Regions from separate parts of the Drosophila melanogaster genome. Here region 2 is linked to region 1. Evidence: chromatin contacts called from public Hi-C data. All regions are on one chromosome and are shown on one strand. Each heading gives the region's core, a stretch centred on a gene start, on an enhancer-like site or on the middle of the called end of the contact. The rest is flanking DNA. Distances are from core to core; before and after follow the strand shown. Region 1 holds the start of Ephrin (ephrin,). Region 2 holds the start of PIP4K (Phosphatidylinositol 5-phosphate 4-kinase).

Region 1 (6,585 bases), core at 1,806-4,305:
TAGGGATCAATGGGATCGCCTAATCATCGTCTGCTCACTTGCACAACAAATTATGACAATAGTTATTCTATCGAAAATGACTCATGTGCATTACTAATTGCTGGGAAAGTTTATAAAAGCCCAGCGTGTTTATACGCGACATTAGGGATTAATTTATCAATATATTATTGGCCAGCAGTCTTATTATTGGAAAGAAAATTTTATTTGAAATAACAAATCCCCTAAACGAATAATAATAATCCTCATACTACTGACTTAAAAACTGTAATAATTGTAATAAAACATAATACATTTGTAGAGAAAAATAAAAATCTACAATTTTTAACTTCAATAAAATTATAATACCGCTGCTTAAGTATACCACTATATTTGAGTACTTACATACTGTTCGATGTGTTCCAATGCATGTAAAAAGTCTTGGCGCAACTAGACATGGTGGAGAGCAAAACAGTTTCCATACAAATTAAAGTGAGCAACGTAACAAAGGATGTGGCACCAAACTTTGGAAATGGAATCATCATTTTGCATCTCATTGGCGATGGCTGAGGCGAAGATAACAAACAGTTTCTGTTCTTAATCCTCTTTTTACCAACAAAATGCCGTGATGCCTTTGATTCTATCCCTGCTTCCACCAGTACTGATGAATGCTTCTCGGGTGGTTGTCTTTTACTCGGTGAATAAAGCGGCTTGAGATTGTTAAAACCTTGAAACTTGCTTTTGCTCTTAGACTTTCGATGCATAGCTGGTTGCTGTTTATTCGTTGTCGTAAGCGCCTTATGTCGAATTTTTGGGATACTCTCAATACTTCCTGGCACGTACAGCTTAATGCTTAAAGGTTTTCCAGAGTATAGCTGAACTTTATGTTTCTCCTTTTGTTGCTGATGCCGGTGAGATTTGCAATTGGGGAAAGCTACTGGTGGATGTGAGTCTTCAAGCACTTTACTGGTAGTTAAGCGCCTCTTACATGCCAACATGCTCCGACGTTGACAACTGTCATGAATCTGAGACTTTGACTGGGTCCAGGAAACAGTAAGACGCAGTTGCTTTGATCGTTCTTGCATACCGCCAGCAATGTTTTCGATGTTAGATCGTTAGTAGCTTTCTTGCTAAATGCATACAATAAACCTCCGAAATAAGAATATGTTGACTGGCTACATCTACATCTGTGTCATTCCGCACCAAAGTGTCTTGCTCCATCTGCAATCAATAAAATAACAATTTTTACAACAAAACGCTGTAGCCGTGTACGAATTCTGGGCATAAAAAAAAAACACTGAAACTGCAGTGTAACTTGTAACATGATTTTCTCACTTTGGACGGTATAGTTACGAAGCGCACCAACAGACTAAAGACTACTATGCGGTTTGGTTGTTTACTTTACCCTTTAAAAGATTTCTTATAAATGAGTAAATTATATGTAGTGCGTTATAAAGTCAGGTGCAATTTAATTTTTGATGACAATAGTTAAATAATACAACTTTTGTGCATATATATCACTATATAAATATATATGCATATATAGGAACAATCCGAAAAAATTAAATTGAAAAGGCCGTTAAATTATTGTTTCTTTTTCATCTGTGATTTAGGTCTAGTATTCTTTTTAACGTAGACTTAGTTTTCACCTCTTCAAGATTAAATTTTGATACTGAAAATGAAATTGATATAATACCTAGGGTTCTTAGAAAATTTAACCCGACTTTTTTAGAGCGGAATTATACTTTTCAATTTATCTCGTCAAAAAGTTTACTAGGCAGTTAAAAAAGAAACAATACTTTAACGGCATTCTTTTTCGACCCGTATATGTATATGAACTACAAAATAAAAGGATTTCAACCTTCAATTCGAAGGTCGTTTGGCAAACGGAAAGAAAGACAAAAAATATATCGACATGGCTGTGTAAACTGATCAAGAATATGTGTTCTTCTATTGACATTTCCTCCTTTACTTCGTTGACAATCCTGACTGAAATTAGTTTACCCATTGCAAAATCTAACTACATATTATATCTACTCATTCTAAGCTTTGAGATCATTACGCGTTAACATTTTAATGTAACAGTAGCATATTATGCGTATTTATATTTTTATGTAAAGTTTATACAAGTTGATCTTTAAAACAAACAGCCTAAGACTGAGGGATCCTGTTTGCGCCGCGTTCGGCGGCAGTCGGCGAAATAAGCAGCTGTTAATGCTGATCAACAATATTTATATGTTGACTACCGCCACCTGACAGATTACGAGATTTTTAAAAGTACTTCGCTTTAACTTTGGAAACCGCCTAATTGATTTGATTCGACCCTGATTGATCAAAAATACTTATTTAACAGGCCGGCAAACCAATTATCAATTTAAGTGGGATACTACATTTTAATACATGTATGGTACATTTTCTATACAAACAGGGTTGGTAATGGCTTGGCGAAATATTAATATATTTTTTAACATTCATAGTCATAAACAATCAACATGGCATAAGATCAACAATATATAGCGGATCTGCAGTTCTTGACATTCAATTTATAACGGAACAATCAATATATTTCTTAAAAATTGTATGTTTAAGTGATAAAACATCCCAACAGCATTATACAATTACATATGTATGTATACACCAAAAGACATTTCTGTATACATACACAGTGACGACACACTCTCCGAGGAGACAGAAGAAACTCTATATATACACAAACATCTTACTCTCGGGGAAACATTCTTATTCGATACGATTAACAATCCGGTACAAATATGTTGGTATAACATAGTTGACATATAAAAACACAAAATATACATATATGCCCATAACACCGTCTTCCTTTTTTGGTACATCTTTTTCAAAATTACATTTTCACATGATTAAAAATTGTTCCAAACAGGTTTTTGTCTGAAGAGAAATACTCGAAAACAGCTCATTTAAATTAGTTTTTTCTACACTTGGACTACATACAAGAATTATTTATATAAATACTGTAGAGCTAGAGCTATAAAAAAAACTTGTTTAGAGCTGGAACAAAAAACGATGTTTACTTTAACTTTCGATGTATAAAGAAACTTAAGGGCATCGATAATTTTACAAATCAATCGATAGCGATTTTTTTCCAAAGGCCCGTATAATCTTATAATATAAGTCAAATGGTTTGGTTTTTTTTTTTTTTTTTGAATTTAACATATGCGAATTTCTACTATAAGTAATATTCACAGTAAAAACCATACCATATTGATAGGAAACTGTCTTATAAAGATTTTATTTGACATTTGTTGTAGCAGAACCATTATGTAAGTTCCTAGTAAATTTTTTAGCTAGGCTTAAGCACTATTTTATGTTTTAAGAATAATTTTATAATTATTAAAATTTATCTATTACCCGTGTCGAACCTATTTTGATTGGTGTAAGAAGTTTGAAACCCAGTGAAAGAGTTAAGAATTTGAAGTAAATATATATATGGTCAGTATCAAGAGCCGAGTCAGCACTACCGTCTGTCCGATCATCCGTTTTTACGTTACTATCTCTTAGCACCGGTTCTTGACTGCATAAAATTTTTGTTCAAGTTAAAAGAGTTTTCATAATTTTGTTTTCTTAAGTTTAGTCATCGGACGAAAAGTCCAGAAATCAATTGTTAATTAAAGAATTTAAATAGTTTCGTTGTTTTTAGTCATTAAATGTCCACATTCGCTCTGCTGAGATACTGCTAAGATATATAAGTTTAGCCTTGCAGAAGCTATCATTATTATCTCTAGTAATTATATTTTTATAGTGCTCCATTAACGCAAAATTCGCTTCATTGGGATGATGTAAAATTCAGGTCTTCGAAAAATTAATTGCAATTATTGTTTATAACATTATATAAAGATAAATAAAAACTTGGGTAAACGAGCAGGATGACAAAGTGTGTAATATATATAAGGGAATTTATGTGTTTTGCACTTCATTTTCATGAAGCAACAACCTGCGATATATTATTGGTGTAAATAGTATATAAGCTGTACGAGATTCGGTGTTTAAAGTAATTTTCGATATTTTTTGGATAGAATTCCGATTGCGGATAACTATTTGGTTGTATTAGATTCCTGAATTGTTACTAAAGAAACATAAATAGAGGAATTTGACTATCAGGATGGCCAATATAATGAGAAGAACGTTGATTCCTGGACTTTCACACTTGAGGCTGCGGCCACAACTTGTTGCAGCTGGATCGGCCGCGTTAACGTAAATAGTAAATGCTTACATAATTCGAATATATCATTTATATTTGTCCAATTGGAAACTCGTTGTTTAGTTCTCAGGAGACGCGACGGGGAGCAGCCAAGTGGTATCCAGACCCTGAGTTCATGAAGCAGTTTAGCGGCCCGGTGATGTATCCAGACGAGGTCACATCACTTTGGACAGTGCCACCATGGAACAGTTAGTTGGTAACCCAATATTAAACTGACCCTTGAACTAATCGCTTGACTTACCTCCTCTACTAGGCAAAGTAACGCCTGTCGAAAAGTCGGTGCGTAATCTGACCTTGAACTTCGGCCCACAACATCCCGCCGCCCACGGAGTCCTTCGTCTTGTGCTGGAGCTGGATGGAGAGGTTTAAGCTGTTAATCGACCACAGGTCTTGTGTAAATTAAAACCTCTGTTATTGCAGACCGTTATGCGTGCCGATCCGCATATTGGGCTGCTGCACCGTGGGACCGAAAAGCTCATAGAGTACAAGACATACACCCAGGCATTGCCGTATTTTGACCGGCTGGACTACGTCTCGATGATGTGCAACGAGCAATGCTACTCTCTGGCTGTAGAAAAACTCCTTAATATTGATGTGCCTCTCCGTGCTAAGTACATTCGAAGTAAGAATACAAAGTAATTTTCTCTTGCTCTTGACTTTGTAGTCATTAAGAAGATTTCAATAGTTTCGCTTTTTTAATATATGTATATATATATTATAATTTAGCATTGTCACCATCGCCATAAATCTTACGCAACAAAATCTTTTTAAAAGTTCTATTTAATTTTTGATTACCAAAAAAAAAATATTTTAAATTTGGGTTTGATTATTAAAATTATTTTAATCTAAAATTTAAAGTGAGATGAAAAAGTACCCACTATTTTTGGCACTGAAAATTGTTTTTCTTGTACAAAAATATATTAAAACCAATGGTTCGTGTAGTTCTTGTCTCTCAAACCAAAGACACTAGAATAATTCTAGTGTCCTTGCTCAAACCATGTAACATACATATTTCGAAGCTTGAAAAATGAGCCAAGATATCAGGGTAATATAAAAGATAATTAGAAGAGACTATAAATTATATTCTTTTCTGGGAAAACTGACTTGCAGCGCTCATTGGTAGGACGGTATGAATTTACGGTCTTATCGAATTAATGATCGTCGGACCGCTTGAAGAATTTTAGCCAGCCAAATATAAATTGATCGAAAAAAATAACTTTTTGTCACCACTTCTTCACCATTCACTAAAATTGTAAATTTGTAATAATTATGTGAAATTGTTATTTTTTGCGCAGCTCTCTTTGCCGAGATTACTCGTATTCTCAATCACATTATGGCCGTCGGAACACATGCCTTAGATGTTGGTGCTCTAACGCCATTTTTTTGGCTATTCGAGGAGCGAGAGAAAATGATGGAATTCTATGAGCGAGTTTCTGGTGCCCGAATGCATGCTGCCTACATACGTCCTGGCGGGGTGTCATTGGTAATGCATTCGCATGAATATTGAAAAATAATTTAATTGTCTTACGTTGTATGTCAGGATATGCCTCTTGGTCTTATGGACGATATCTATGAGTTTGCATCAAAGTTTGCTGAGCGGTTGGACGAAGTGGAGGATGTGTTAACTACAAATCGAATCTGGGTGCAGCGGACCGAGGACATTGGGATCGTAACTGCAGAAGAAGCTTTGAACTATGGCTTCAGTGGAGTTATGTTGCGTGGATCTGGCATAAAATGGGATCTTCGAAAGCAGCAGCCGTACGATGCCTATAATTTGGTAAACTTTGATGTTCCCATCGGCACCAAAGGGGACTGCTACGACCGATATCTTTGCCGGGTCGAGGAAATGCGCCAGTCATTACGAATTATTGATCAATGCCTAAACCAAATGCCTGCTGGAGAAATTAAAACGGATGATGCCAAGGTGGCGCCTCCGTCACGGTCCGAAATGAAGACATCCATGGAGGCACTTATTCACCACTTCAAGTTATTTACCCAAGGATATCAAGTTCCACCCGGGGCAACATACACGGCAATAGAGGCTCCGAAGGGCGAGTTTGGAGTTTACCTTATATCAGATGGGTCCAGTCGTCCATACCGGTGCAAAATCAAAGCTCCAGGGTTTGCTCACTTGGCAGCTTTAGAGAAGATTGGAAAGCAGCACATGCTAGCCGACGTCGTTGCAATAATTGGAACTTTGGATGTCGTATTTGGGGAGATAGACCGTTAGTTGTTTTTAGAGAATGTGTGTCTTCTCTGTACGAAACTGCTTAAATATATAAATATAAATACGTTCAAAATAAAATAAATTATTTGCATTTTAATTACTTGTAAAGTTGGTAAGAGGTTAAACGAAGTTTTTCCTCTGTTAT
Region 2 (6,585 bases), core at 1,877-4,376, 630 kb before region 1:
TTATAATTTATAATTTATAATTTATAATTTATAATTTATAATTTATAATTTATAATTTATAATTTATAATTTATAATTTATAATTTATAATTTATAATTTATAATTTATAATTTATAATTTATAATTTATAATTTATAATTTATAATTTATAATTTATAATTTATAATTTATAATTTATAATTTATAATTTATAATTTATAATTTATAATTTATAATTTATAATTTATAATTTATAATTTATAATTTATAATTATTATATTATAATAATAATAATAATAATTATAAATAATCTCTTTAGTTGAGATTTTTACCAATTGAACTGCTTCCATGACATATTTAAAAAGCCTGTCGGTTTCATACAACATAGAATGTATGGATGTACATACTTCCATTTATTACATCAAGACTTGATGTACTCAAAGCTAAATTTTAGCAACCATAAATTGATATTCAATCAGTATATTTATGTATGTTCCTTTTGTAAGATTATTCTTATCTTGTTTTATATGATTTTATAGACAGATCCATATAACGTACACAAGTTGTATGTTTGCTTGATAAGATTATACTATAGCGCTAATCATACTTCAAATATAAAGCTTTTGCGCACATGCGTACATACGTATGTTCAAATGAAAAGGATGTACTTTTGATTATATATATGTATTTATTTCAGTATACATTCATATCAATACGAACATATACTGATCATTAAAATAAATATTAACATAAGCTCAGGCATTGACAACGCTGACTGTATATTAATGTGCAATATATTTACATTGCAAGATACTTACATTTCATTATGCCGTATACAGCGTGATGATGATTTCAATTCATAGAACTCCATATTCTCAGTAACATTTGGTAAGAAATCCATATTGTCGTTATCATTCAACAAGTTTATATTTAGATCAAACTCCATATCAAAGCCCAAATCGATTCCAGATTCCGTCATATTTAGGATTAAATTTTTTATACTTAGGAAATTTTATATACCCAACTAACAATATACATAGAACAATTTTTATTTTTTACTAATTATGAAGTTCACATAATTTCGCCTCAGCAGTTAAAGATTCGGAACTACTAATGAATACCTAAAGTTTCATAACACGTATAGAGCTTTTAATAGTGGTGAGAATATGACAGTAAGTGATCGCACATATATCGTGATGTTAAAAGAGCTTAGAGAACTGCCAGTATCTCAATAAAATTTTAAGATATAATTATCTTGTATTTTACTATCAATATAGTAAAAAAAATCATTCAATGTACAACGACAATTTAACTAAATATAACTAAATATATGTAATTTGCATAATTATCATATTATGAAGGAAAGAAATCAAGCTATATATAGCGGCTTCTTAGACAAAAGTGATACAACTAAAGTTTCTTTCTCCTAAAGTTTTTAAGTATTTTTACTCTTCCCCTTATTAGGATTTTCTTTTTCTTATTAGATTAATTTTAAATTTTTAAACTTATCATATTACATTTCACTTTGAAATATATAAAATATATATATTTTTAAATAAGAAAATTAAAATACAAAACAGCTATCAAATCGAAAGTTTTAAACAGAATGAAGTAGTTTGGTATGATTATTTATCCGATGTACTTCAGTTTTTTCCGACTCTACTGAAAAGGGGAAGTGTTAACCGACTCTAACACAAAAGATATTTTCAGCATTGTTTTTTCTACAAAATATTCATAAACGTTATTCATAAAACGTTAAAAATAAATATTTATTGTGCTTTTATTATTGTCAAAACATGAACAATAAAGCATGCAGCTTTATTTTCGTAATTGAATTAAGAAAGTTATCTTTGGCAAGCCGAATCGTAAAGTAACGGTGTAAACAGATTAAAAACAAATTAATAAAAACTAATGAAGTTATTCCGGCATGCTCTGGTAATGGTCATTTTTTGGATTTGGGCAAAATCTTTCGATTTCGTTTTTAGGTGCTCTGGTTTTCGCAACATTTCTGATATCGGGATGCTTCATAAACAGTAAACAGCTGTTTCAGACCATAGAGCGGCCATCTTATTCACAATTTTTTAAATTTTATAAGTATTTTTACCTTCGTACATATGACCTCTTGCCAAATCGAAAATTTTTGTTGCCGACGGCAAAATTTTGTATGGCAAATCTGAGGTGGGGTCAGAAATAATTTTTCTATAAAATATCTATGTCGCAGAATAATCTTGTGGGGTTATGTGGAGTAAACAATGGACCACTAATCTGAGGTGGGGTCAGAAATAATTTTTCTATAAAATATCTATGTCGCAGAATAATCTTGTGGGGTTATGTGGAGTAAACAATGGACCACTAAGATCTAAGATCTGTTATGGCCAAACAAAAGTGCCCGTTTTACAAATCAAAAGATCGAAAATTTTTGTAGCCGAAGGCAACATGTTGTTTGTCAAATCTGAGGTTTAATCAGAAATAAATATTTTATAAGATATCTATGTGGCAGAATGATCTTGTGGGGTGATGTGGAGTAAAGAAGGTACCACTAAGATCTGATTTGATATAAATATAGGCATTTACTTTTCATTTCGGCCAAACAAAAGTGAAAAATTCTTGCGAATTCAAAAACCGGAGCACCAATTTTTCGATTTCACATCGAAATCGTAAGATTCTTACGAATTCGAACACAGGAGCACCAGTTTTTCGATTTTAAATCGAAATCGTAAAATTCTTACGAATTCGAATACCGGAGCTTGCCCGATTATATTTTATTTTATAAATTCAATTTTTCCCGAGCGCTAATATGGCAGAGAATTTCGATCAACTCACATTTGTGTTCCACTTTAAATTTGTCTTCATATCAGAGCACGTGCTTTTGGTTTTCTAAAAACAACTCCTACAAAAACCTTTATATTTAATATACAATGCGGTTAGTCTCTTTGTTTGATCTAAATTGTTTCTCTTGAGTATTGCTTGCTATTATTAAAAGATTTTCAACTCTCTGAAGTCCTTTTAGAAGCATAGAAGTATTTAGAAGATTTAAGAGTTAAAGTATTAAATAGTTTGTGATATCAGAATTACTTTTAAGTGGAAACGGCGTTTCATAAGCCGATATAAAAAACAATAAATACATATCTGAATTTATCGATAAGGTATTTCATATTATAAATTTATGTAAACTACAAATTTGTCTGTTCAAAAGCCTGCGAGTCATTGTAAAATACAATAATCATATCTGCAAAGTAAACTAAATTTATTATGAACGCTGGGTTATTTTAGTTTTCAATAAAATGTAATACCAAAGTTCTGTTTAATGTAAATTGGTAAACAATTTACGTGCAACTCTATACATTGTATTAATCAATTTTGGGCTATATGTGTATATAGATATATAAGTGAATGTATATATTCAATGTTACAGCATGTATTATTAAAAATATTAGTTTTTTAAGTGGCTCATCAGCTCTAAATTTAACTTTGCTTAATTTGTTCAGTAATGTTAAACTATATTTTTGATTTTAGTAATTTTAGCCACCCAAAATATGGAAAAAAAGATCTCATCGTCATCCCAGCCCCGGATTTTAAAAAAGAAGCACTTCAGGGTTAAGCATCAAAAGGTTAAATTATTTAGAGCCAATGAACCAATTTTAAGTGTGTTCATGTGGGGAATAAATCACACTGTATGTAACAAATATTAAACAAGAAAGGCAAGATAAGCTAATTTGAAATATTTCCAGATTAATGAATTAAGTCACGTTAATATACCTGTAATGCTTTTGCCGGACGATTTTCGAGCTTATTCTAAAATTAAGGTGGATAATCATCTATTTAATAAGTAAGAAACCAAAACAAATACATTTTTGATATTCTCAATCGTTGGTATTTTCCTGTTATTATATCCACTACAGAGAAAACATGCCGTCACATTTCAAAGTCAAGGAATATTGCCCCCTTGTGTTTCGAAATTTACGTGAAAGATTTGGCGTTGATGATGTTGATTACCGCGAGTCCTTAACTCGATCCCAACCTATTCAAATTGATTCGTCTGGAAAATCAGGAGCGCAATTTTATCAGAGTTATGATAAGTTTTTTATAATAAAAAGTTTGACATCGGAAGAAATTGAACGAATGCACGCATTTTTAAAGCAATACCATCCGGTGAGTAAAGTATGGTTTAATTGACTAAAATATCCTTATTATAATTTTTAGTACGTTGTGGAGAGACACGGAAAAACGCTGTTACCTCAATACTTGGGAATGTATCGTATCACTGTAGAAAGCGTGCAATATTACTTCGTTGTCATGAGGAATGTTTTCAGCTCCCACTTGACAATACACAAGTATGAAATATGTTGAAAGTTACACCGATTATATGTATAGTATAACCATTATTTATTCGATAGAAAGTTTGATTTAAAAGGTAGCACCGTTGATCGGGAAGCATCAGAAAAGGAACTTGAAAAAAATTTGCCGACTTTCAAGGACAATGATTTTATAAAACAAAAAGTGAAATTAGACATTGGAAAGGAAGCTAAGGACAAACTAATGGACACGCTGAGCAACGATGTGGATGTAAGCAAAAATTTTTATTTTATTCGTATAATAATTGTTTTTATCAAAATTTAAACAAGAAAGAATGCGAGTTTCCCGACTATCAGATATCCGTTACTCAGCTAGTGGAAAGTCAAAGCGAAATTTAATTGGGGAATCAAATGAGAAACAAGGGAGAACGCTATAGTCGGGTTCCCCAACTAGTTGCCCTAATATTAACGGCATTAGATGGGAGGAGAAAAATGTGAATTGACTGGACGAAGAAGTTCGCTAGAAACTGCGACACAACTAATAAAATTAAATAAAATTTGTTATAAATGTGGGCGACAGGTGGCAATAAGTTTTTTGGCATATCAATAGAAATTTACAAGACTAAAAAAAATATGAAAAAATATAAAAACAATATTCAAAAGTTCAAATCTTCATGTCTTCATTTAATAGTTTCTGAGATCAAGGCGGTCATAAGGATTGACGTTCGGATTCAGACATTGATCCTGATCAGGAATATAGCGTCCGAAACGCTTCATATTACCTGTTATATACTTTCCAACAAATATAGTATACCAATTTACCAAAGACAATAGAATAACAAGATGCGTAACGCCATACGATTTTTTTTTGGCGTGGCTTTAGAGGTGGCTCCAGGCTCTCTCGAATTTTTGTTCAAGAGCGAGAGAGCGGAAATCTCTACAGCCAGCAGCTCTTTTCTACGCGTACCAATAGTACCAATATAGTATACCAATTTACCAAAGACTATAGAATAACAAGATGCGTAACGCCATACGATTTTTTTGGCGTGGCTTTAGAGGTGGCTCCAGGCTCTCTCGAATTTTTGTTCAAGAGCGAGAGAGCGGAAATCTCTACAGCCAGCAGCTCTTTTCTACGCGTACAGTGACAGCCGACAACTGTACGTATGCTCATGCATTGTAAATTTGACGAAATAAGCCCTTCATCTTAGAAGTTCTTAGACTTTAAATCTACATTATTTTTGATCAATTGGCACCATGTACAAATTTATTTGTTTTGAATTGCCTTAACGTTGTTTTTATTTAAATATAGCTTAGAAATAATAATAGCCTAATCTTCTATGTACATAATACCAGAAAATAAATTTCAAAAATGACTTTATATTAGAATATTTGTCATTAGAGTATTCAGCTTGCGACGACTAGACTTGTTGAATCGATCTGAAACATCGAAATTTGGGAAGCTGTAAGTGCTATAAGGAGTGCAATTAACATATCGAGGATCATCGTCTTACATATCTTGAATGTTATTAATTCATAGGGACTACAAATTTGTCGCCTTGCACATTTTATATAAATTTCAGGTCTTGAAAATCATACGAATGTGCTGCCATTTTCAAGCATATTGCGTTAAATCTAATTCATAAAAAAAAGTCCTACGAAGTGGTACTTGAAAACCATTTAATCTGAACAAATTTATCTAAAAACCTTTAAATTGTTGTAGTTTAACCTATATAACCAGTAGATATAATTATGTCTTGCATGACTTGATAATTTATTTATTTATAAATATAAATTACCAATACTTTTTGATAGCATATGGTGACATATAATTTATTTTAGCTTTTAACCAAGTTGCACATTATGGATTACTCTTTGTTGGTCGGCGTGCATGACTGTGTTCGTGCAGAGGAGGAAGCTTTGCAGGGAGATAATATACTAACTGTTGGTCGCAGTGAGAACAGCGAAAGCGAGGAATGCGATAGCGGGGAACGGTAAATAAAAATTATTTTATTTAAGCCTTAAATGTACGCAGTTCTTGTTAAAGCTGGACGTATAACACTCCTCCCGATTCTCCAAGAGGTGCACAGTATAAGGAAGTCGTTTATGAAGTTGATATATATGACATTCCAAGTATTGAAGGTAAATGTAGTTTAAAAGTTTTGTACGCAATAGCCCTGATAACTTAACAAAGAGCATTTTTATATTGGTCGTTTTTATATTTTTCAAGTTTTTGAAAATGATGCGTGCGTGCTTATGACGTAAAAAAATTGAAACAAAATTTACGTTAAAGCTCGTTTTTTTAAGATTTTA

Evidence for each region. Hi-C and Micro-C count contacts between places; a contact is called where the count stands out from the background.
Region 2: a contact with region 1 is called in a Hi-C map of the Kc167 cell line, with 2.5 times the contacts expected there. The contact joins the promoter of PIP4K here to the promoter of Ephrin in region 1. A contact is called at or near these places in 4 of 107 Hi-C or Micro-C datasets (the Kc167 cell line, the S2 cell line and embryo) and 1 of 6 datasets of contacts at active chromatin or transcription factors (the Kc167 cell line).

What each region holds. Positions count from the first base shown.
Region 1 is chr4:568,225-574,809 of dm6, reverse strand. Ephrin (ephrin,) reads right to left here and starts at 3,055. Exons shown (of 5, transcript NM_166771.2): 1 at 2,639-3,055; 2 at 382-1,197. The coding sequence starts at 1,061. ND-49 (NADH dehydrogenase (ubiquinone) 49 kDa subunit) reads left to right here and starts at 3,256. Exons shown (of 7, transcript NM_001272135.1): 1 at 3,256-3,275; 2 at 4,029-4,206; 3 at 4,277-4,401; 4 at 4,467-4,576; 5 at 4,634-4,835; 6 at 5,509-5,696; 7 at 5,754-6,514. The coding sequence starts at 4,115. The coding sequence ends at 6,443.
Region 2 is chr4:1,193,389-1,199,973 of dm6, reverse strand. It overlaps PIP4K (Phosphatidylinositol 5-phosphate 4-kinase), which reads left to right and starts at 3,126. Exons shown (of 10, transcript NM_001038717.2): 1 at 3,126-3,266; 2 at 3,497-3,654; 3 at 3,712-3,809; 4 at 3,883-4,132; 5 at 4,184-4,314; 6 at 4,378-4,546; 7 at 6,115-6,266; 8 at 6,320-6,414. The coding sequence starts at 3,517. It overlaps Mitf (mitf,), which reads right to left and starts at 1,122. Exons shown (of 9, transcript NM_001038719.2): 1 at 799-1,122. The coding sequence starts at 959.